2 separate regions of the Danio rerio genome follow, and region 1 is linked to region 2. The links are chromatin contacts, called in public HiChIP or PLAC-seq maps. All regions are on one chromosome and are shown on one strand. Each heading gives the region's core, a stretch centred on a gene start, on an enhancer-like site or on the middle of the called end of the contact. The rest is flanking DNA. Distances are from core to core; before and after follow the strand shown.

Evidence for each region. HiChIP or PLAC-seq counts read pairs in DNA pulled down with a chosen protein or histone mark.
Region 1: an H3K4me3 HiChIP or PLAC-seq map of embryo shows a contact between it and region 2, with 2.6 times the contacts expected there. The contact joins the promoter of smad3a here to the promoter of skor1a in region 2. A contact is called at or near these places in 2 of 18 Hi-C or Micro-C datasets (both in embryo) and 2 of 4 datasets of contacts at active chromatin or transcription factors (caudal fin and embryo).

The regions. Positions count from the first base shown.
Region 1 is chr7:34,224,597-34,228,458 of GRCz12tu, reverse strand. smad3a (SMAD family member 3a) reads left to right here and starts at 1,366. Exons shown (of 9, transcript NM_131571.2): 1 at 1,366-1,768. The coding sequence starts at 1,566.
Region 2 is chr7:34,023,052-34,026,874 of GRCz12tu, reverse strand. It overlaps skor1a (SKI family transcriptional corepressor 1a), which reads left to right and starts at 1,443. Exons shown (of 9, transcript NM_001130652.1): 1 at 1,443-1,717; 2 at 2,813-3,823. The coding sequence starts at 2,823.

The DNA.
Region 1 (3,862 bases), core at 117-2,616, 200 kb before region 2:
AATGCTGGGCTCAATCTGATAAGCATAAATCAAATCAGACTAGTGCAGGCGCTTGTGTTTGCATTTTGAATGTAACAGCTGGCCCTTGGCTGCACACACTTCTCTTGACATTTCTGACCCAAACTCCCTTCGGCATATGTCCATGTGTGCGTTTGTGTGTGTATGTGTGTGTGTGTGTGTTAAAGATAGCAGTCTGTGATCACAATATAAGTCAAACACAAACATTCAAGATAAACAATTAAAGGGGGGAAACAAAGCCATCACATTAGAATAACTAAAAATTTAAAAGTAAAAGAGTAAACTTAGTATAATGTAATCCACCTCATATGTATTAGCTAAATACAATCTACCCATCCTCAAAAAGTGTTGTTTTTTGAGACTTGCATTTTGGGATTTTGAGCATTTACTACAACATTAGGGACGTACATGATTAATTGTTGTTGTCATGCACAGGCAAGGCTGCTGCATACTCAGCGTTGTATCTTTCATCCCCACTCCCTCACTAAAAAAAGCAGGCCATGCCCAGTATCAGATTAATTAAACACTGTATGCTGCGTTTGGTGGGATCCCCTTCTCACACAGACAGTGCTATGCTGAAAGAAAAAGTGGGGGTGGAAAAGGTAGAAGGAAGAAAAGTGAACATCTTTACTCTTTTGAGAATTAAAGTGTAATTACTTTTACTGAGTCTGTAAATGATAAGCAAGGTTTTGTATAACCCGTTTCCTGTGTGTCACTGTGGTTATTGGGCGGGTTTTATGAGTGTTTACAATAGCACAGGAGGAAGGGGACAATAAAACTTCAGAAGGTTCAACTCAATCCTGTCTTAAATAGATGACATGGTTCCTAAATCTATAGCATATTGTTCATCTTATTGTGTATGTACAGAACTATTTTGTTGATGTCAAATGCTACCCTCATGAAGGGGCCACCATAAAATATGCTTTATCAAGATATCAGTATATAAAGTCGTCATTTGGTGTGGCTGTACACATTTGCTAAACATATTCTGCACATATTTCTAAAGCACTTTGAAACTGAAACTTTTAAATGATCAGAGCACTGAGTGCAGTCAGCTTCAGTAACGTTACGTCAGAGAGCCGCAGCACGCAGAACAGCGGAAGACTTTAGATTTAAGTAAACCTCACTTTCTAAAATATTAATGCTCAGGAACTGACTGCATATTAGTCACAGATGAGGTATTATATTTTTTAAATTAAATGAATCTGTTTTAATTACCAGCAGAAAGTGTTGTGCTGACCGGATGCAGAGGAACTATTTTTTACGCGGAGTGATCTGAACGGCCTGGCAGCGGTGTGTGGCGCGAGCTATGCCTGACGATCTCAAGGGACAGACAGACAGAGAGAGCTGTGCTGAGCGCTGAACTTGAGACCGTGTCTCAGTCACGTCTCAAGTCCCTCTCACTTTTCTTCATATTATTCCCATGCTCTAATCAGTTTACTTTGACACAAAACCTTCGGATTACGCTGAAGATAAAAAGTATCCCTAATTTCCCTCCGAGTTGCGTGAGAGACTGCGCAATAGAGGAACGCTGAACTGAATTCAACATGTCAATTTTACCTTTCACTCCGCCGATCGTCAAGAGGTTGCTGGGCTGGAAGAAGGGAGAGCAGAACGGACAGGAGGAGAAATGGTGCGAAAAGGCCGTTAAGAGTCTAGTGAAGAAGCTGAAGAAGACGGGACAGCTGGACGAGCTAGAGAAAGCCATCACAACTCAGGATGTCAACACCAAGTGCATCACAATACCGCGGTGAGTGCCATTAAAAACATCCTCGACTTTACTTAGAGAAGCATCGGGTTGTGACGATTGATTTTAGCAGAACCCGTCCGGACAGTCTCAAACTGAAGCTAAACACCAGCACGGCGAAGTTGAAGAAAAAGCCCAGCAGAGGCTCTTTTATTGTGAAATCAACTCTTGTGTTTCTCATATCACGTTAATTCATAAACCGCGTCTCATTACTGTAACGTTATGTGCTGCAGCTCGTATCTCGCTCTCTGATCAAATTCCGACACTCCAGTTGATTTATTTCAACTTTATTCTCTCATGTGCTTTCACAAACACACATTTGCCTTGCCTGAGGTTGTCATTTACTGTCTGATGAGGTTATATAACAGCCCGACCTTAATCTGAGGAGCGCTGTAGCTGCTGTATCTGGGCTAAACGATGTGTTGCGATGTTTGTGTTTTAAGTTATATTTTGGTTGGTTGGTGCATATATAAGACATTTGGTACTTATTATTTTTCTTCATTAGAGTGTACATGTGGACGGGGTTGTTGTATGAATTGTATTGTTGTTATTATTATCCCTCTGAGTTTTGCAATGGCTGGTTAATCCTGTTATGTCACAGTGCGATGCTGGCCAACTGCCCACAGGTCTTGCCCGTATGGTCCACTCGAGGGTTGCCCACAAGCCTTTACACTCAGCAGACCTTTAGTTTCAAGAGGCATTTCAAGCTTCAGCCAATATAGAAAAACATTGGTTTACTTGTTTGAGTTGTATATATTACACATAGCCAGTTATTATAGAAGTTCATTTGGTTTTTCATATGCATTCTGAAAAAAAAAAAAAAAAAAAAAAAAATATATATATATATATATATATATATATATATATATATATATATATATATATATATATATATATATACACAGATTCAGTAGATAATCAGCTAGAAGTTCACTTGGATTTCATCACAAATTAATATATAGCCAATTAAACCAACAGATCTTAGGGGATTATTTGTTAACTTTAATGATACAACTATGTTGTTCCTCATCTTTTGTTTGGTGCCAAATCTCCTGAAAGTAGGGCTGTGATTTGGCCTAAAATCAAAATCTCGGTTAATTTATCATTTCAACTCGATTACAATTAATGAACGATTATTAATTAATTAATTTATTAATTTATTTATTTTTGCCCTCATAGTTCACTGACGGGTTTTGTACAGTAAATATGCTCACATATTACAGGTAAGAGATTTCTTACCTGTAATAAAGGGTGAATGAAGGCTGTAATGAAGGGTGCATTACTTAATTTTAAAATAACTGAAGGAAACACACATGATCTACTGTCTATGATTATTTATTGAACATCAACGTTGAACAACTGAAACTAAAACACACACTGCACAGGTGTGGGGTATGCTATCGCGCAATGCTGCGTGTGAGTTGGATGCACAGGTTTACATCAGCCTTAACTCGCGCGTGTGACTCCACACACAATAGGGAAAGTAATTGAAAAAATTGACCTGGAAAAATTTCGATTATAGATTCTGAATGTCGATTTCGATTACTTTTCGATTAATTGCTCAGCTCTGACGGTGACAAGAATAGTAAATGCTGTATAAAATAAACAATCATGTCATTGGGATTGTAACATCCATCTCATCTGTTGTCTTTATATTATATTATTTAAACACAATAATATTCAATTTTATAAATGTGAATACTTTTATTCTGCAAGAATGCTTTTGAATGAATCAAAAGCTAAATAGAAATGTTAAAAAGGATTTCTCTTACATATAATTGCTATTCTTTTGAACTGTACAAGTATCTAAGAATAATTTTTCTTAGACTACGGGTCATCTAAGTTAAAAGGGATTAAAAGTGACAAAAACAGCTAAGATAAAGGCCTTATGTGAAAGTTAAACCAGATGGATGTGTATGATGAGTGTAATTCATATGTACTGAGTGTAAAAAGTAAAGGAATTCATGCCATATTGGTAATTAAATCAGGTTACCAAACTCCCCAGACCAGTGTCTGTTTTTTAAAATTGAAGCATCCTCTTGACTGGAAATGTTCTTGTGATGGCAGTCACAGTATGTAACAGTTTTTTATCTTTAT
Region 2 (3,823 bases), core at 194-2,693:
TTCCTATTAATATTGAATTAGGTTAAGCCGGTGGCCCCTTGGTCACAGGACACATGAGCATCGCTTGACGGATTTTTAAACTTTCCCATTTGTTTTCATCTCTGTCGTCATATAAGCTGTATTTTATCCTCAACTATTTTGGAAAAATATTTTAATACAAACGCAGCCGGCTGTACTTGTTTCAGGATACACGTTCAGTTAATGTAAAATACACTTTAGCTCGAAGCGTTTTAATGGTAATGACTTTGCTAAGAAGAAACATCCCTCTAAGGCATTTTTGGACATTATGAACTAATTGATTCAGGTAATTGTTAACATTTATATAATTAATTACCGTTTAATTAAACGTCTGTTTTGACACCTTAACGAATGACAGCAAAGTAAAATGGACGAGGGCTGGAATAATTAAAGGAGGTGGGAAATATTTGACACATTATTAGGTTAAAAAAAAACATTGGCTATCAGTTGTTTTGACCACACTTTGTACTGTGCAAACCCTCTGAGAGAGAAAGGGAGAGACTGAAACGCGTGAACAATGAAAGCTGGACAAATTGCCAAAACATTTCTGAGGGAATGACAATTTTCCACTGTCGTATTTCAAAGTGGACAGCACAACTTTGCCCGGTTCGATATTGATATCTTTACGTCAAGACTTAGTGGGGTTAACTGAAGGGCATTGATCAGGTTTTAAATAGTTAATACGGCCATATAAGGTTGCACCACTTACCTCAGTCCATTGCTCTGATATATCACTGTTTGTACACACTAGCCGCTCTCACTGGCTGGTGTGTTTAACAAATGTGCATCATTCACTGGGAGACATGTGACGTAAAATGCAATGACCACGAACTTCTAATAGCAGTTTAGACAGTGCGTGCCCCGCGGACATGCATGCCCAACACAAGGAAATATTTCATGCTAATTCGTAATGATAGTTTGTTTATCGAGTGTCACTCAAAACAGAACAGTTAAAAATTAATGCAAAACTTGTTCATCTCTGAGAAAAAAGACATGTGTATATGATATCATGAAGAGTAACAAACAAAGCATCATAATTATTGGTTGTTCATTGTACATCCTCCCTGTTTCCATGCGCAATCGTCTATGCGCAAAACCGCTTAAATTGAACTTAGATATCAACAAAGGCAGCAAAAATCATCTATCTATCTATCTATCTATCTATCTATCTATCTATCTATCTATCTATCTATCTATCTATCTATCTATCTATCTATCTATCTATCTATCTATCTATCTATCTATCTATCTATCTATCTATCTATCTATCTATCTATCTATCTATCTATCTATCTATCTGCCTGTCTGTATAAGCAGCTCAGTTGAATTCTAAACTGGCAGTACTATTTGTTTTGAAGTAGGCTAGTGGAAGCAAACGGTTAATACCAGAATCGGATTTGATCTCAGTGGGTGTGCCTTCTTATTCTTTTTGGCGTCCCCTCTCTTGAAGTAGATCGCGCACAACCTATTAAGAAGAGACACGAGCTCCGGGACTGCCATGTGGTCACTCGGCTCGCGCTCCCGTCACCACGCACGAGAGCTGAGAGGGATGGAAACTCTAAAGCTGTTTTGAAAGGGAAGACTACACAGACTCGCAGTTTTCATCCCGCACTTCACACGAACGATTTGTCCCTCTTGATTTAGGCCTGTTCATTTGAGGCGATACACAAGCTCTTCTGACGTTTCTTGATTGAAAAAGGTACGTTTCTTTTTATATTTAAAATTTGTTTGATAGGTCTATATAATAACCATGGTGTAATTTTTTTTTAATAAATGATAAATAAATCATAAATGTCTAACTTATTTTTAATATCCATTTCTCAATCCAATGTTTATGAAACAGTGGACTGTAATATTTAAAATATGCTTTATCCTTGATTACGAAAGGGATTTTATAGCATTTAAATCAGGTGATATAATTTGGCAAAATAATTAATAGCCTATATGCATATGGTTTAATGTAAACAATACGGAGACGTCTGGGAAACGAAAATATGCTTTGTACTAAATTATAAAGGCTTCCTGCGCAATGTTTTAATTATAAATGATCAGAGTTTTATTAACAGATCAAAGTCGAACAACACAGGCTGTGTAATTACACAGAAAGCGGCTTACTGCTTCTTTTCCTTGTTGATAAGCTCATTGGAGTAGCTAAAAGATTCTTCCCTTCTGCCCCTTTGCGTATTAGCGCCGTAAGAGGCCTTTAAGTAATCGCTCCGGCTTCTGAGCCGATTTGAAGACATTAAGCAATGATGCAGGCTCTCGGGTCAAAGAGTGCGAGCTTTTAAGGAAAGTCGTCAAAATATTTAACCTAAAAATGAAATATTAATTGTAGGCCTCAGTGTTAATTAGTTGGCTTTAACGTGTTAATTAAAACGTTAAATGTTATCTATATTGTGTAATACAGTGGTAAAAAGATTGTAGCCTGTTTTTAATTTGACTAAGGGTTAAAACAAACGAATAAACTTGATTACGTAGACGAATTATAGACTATTGAAATTACTGCAATTATCATATACCGATTTCTTGTTTCGTTAATTTTTTTAGATAATGTGCGCCAATATGTAATAATCAAACCAGTTTTAGCAATAATAATAGTTATTAAATATTATTATTCGTATAAATAAAGTTATTATTGCTATTTATTCCTATAAATAATAATACTGTAAAGAATATATTTATGCTGGGAGAACGCTTGTACAAATCACATCAATAATTGTAAATAATCTCTAGCATAAAATATAGGCTAGTTCTTGGATTGTAGTGTAATTTAACATCTATGTCTCCTCCACAGACTTCCAGGAATGGAGTCGATACCCAGTCAGCTTTCTACGGGACGAGATACTTGCTCTTCTCCCAGCTCGAAGCAAGAACTCCAGCCTTATTCTGGCAGCAGCTCGATGAAGCCAAATCAAGTGAGTGAGACTGCGCTGTACGGAGTGCCCATCGTCTCTTTGGTAATCGACGGCCAGGAGAGACTGTGTTTGGCGCAGATTTCCAACACTTTACTGAAGAACTACAGTTACAACGAAATTCACAACCGACGCGTGGCGCTTGGAATTACGTGTGTGCAGTGCACGCCGGTGCAGTTGGAGATCCTGAGGCGCGCGGGGGCTATGCCCATCTCCTCGCGCCGCTGTGGCATGATCACCAAACGCGAGGCCGAGCGCCTCTGCAAATCCTTTCTCGGGGCTCACAATCCTCCCAAATTACCCGAGAATTTTGCTTTCGATGTTTCACACGAGTGCGCCTGGGGATGTCGGGGAAACTTCATACCCGCCAGGTACAATAGCTCCAGGGCGAAATGCATCAAGTGCACCTATTGCAATATGTACTTTTCACCAAACAAATTTATATTTCATTCGCACCGCACACCTGAATCGAAATACACGCAGCCGGACGCGGCTAATTTTAATTCATGGAGGCGCCATCTGAAACTCACCGACAAAAGTTTGGCTGATGATCTTTGTCACGCGTGGGAGGACGTCAAGGCCATGTTTAACGGCGGGAGCAGAAAACGCGCAATGCCGGGTAGTGGATCCGAAATGTCCTCCCATCTCAAACCGCAGTCCTCCGGCAACATCACGCAAACTACTTCCTCCGATATCCCTCACAAAACTTTGCGCTGCGACGACGACCGCGGTAACCTCAGTTTAAGCAACAGCGTGCGCAACTATCCGGTCATCCCTGTGCCTAGTAAGAGTTTCGGCATGCTCCAGAAGATCCCGCCACCCATCTTCCCGCATCCGTATAGTTTCCCAGCATTTGGACTGTGTCAAAAGAAGGACGATGGAGTTGGTGAGCA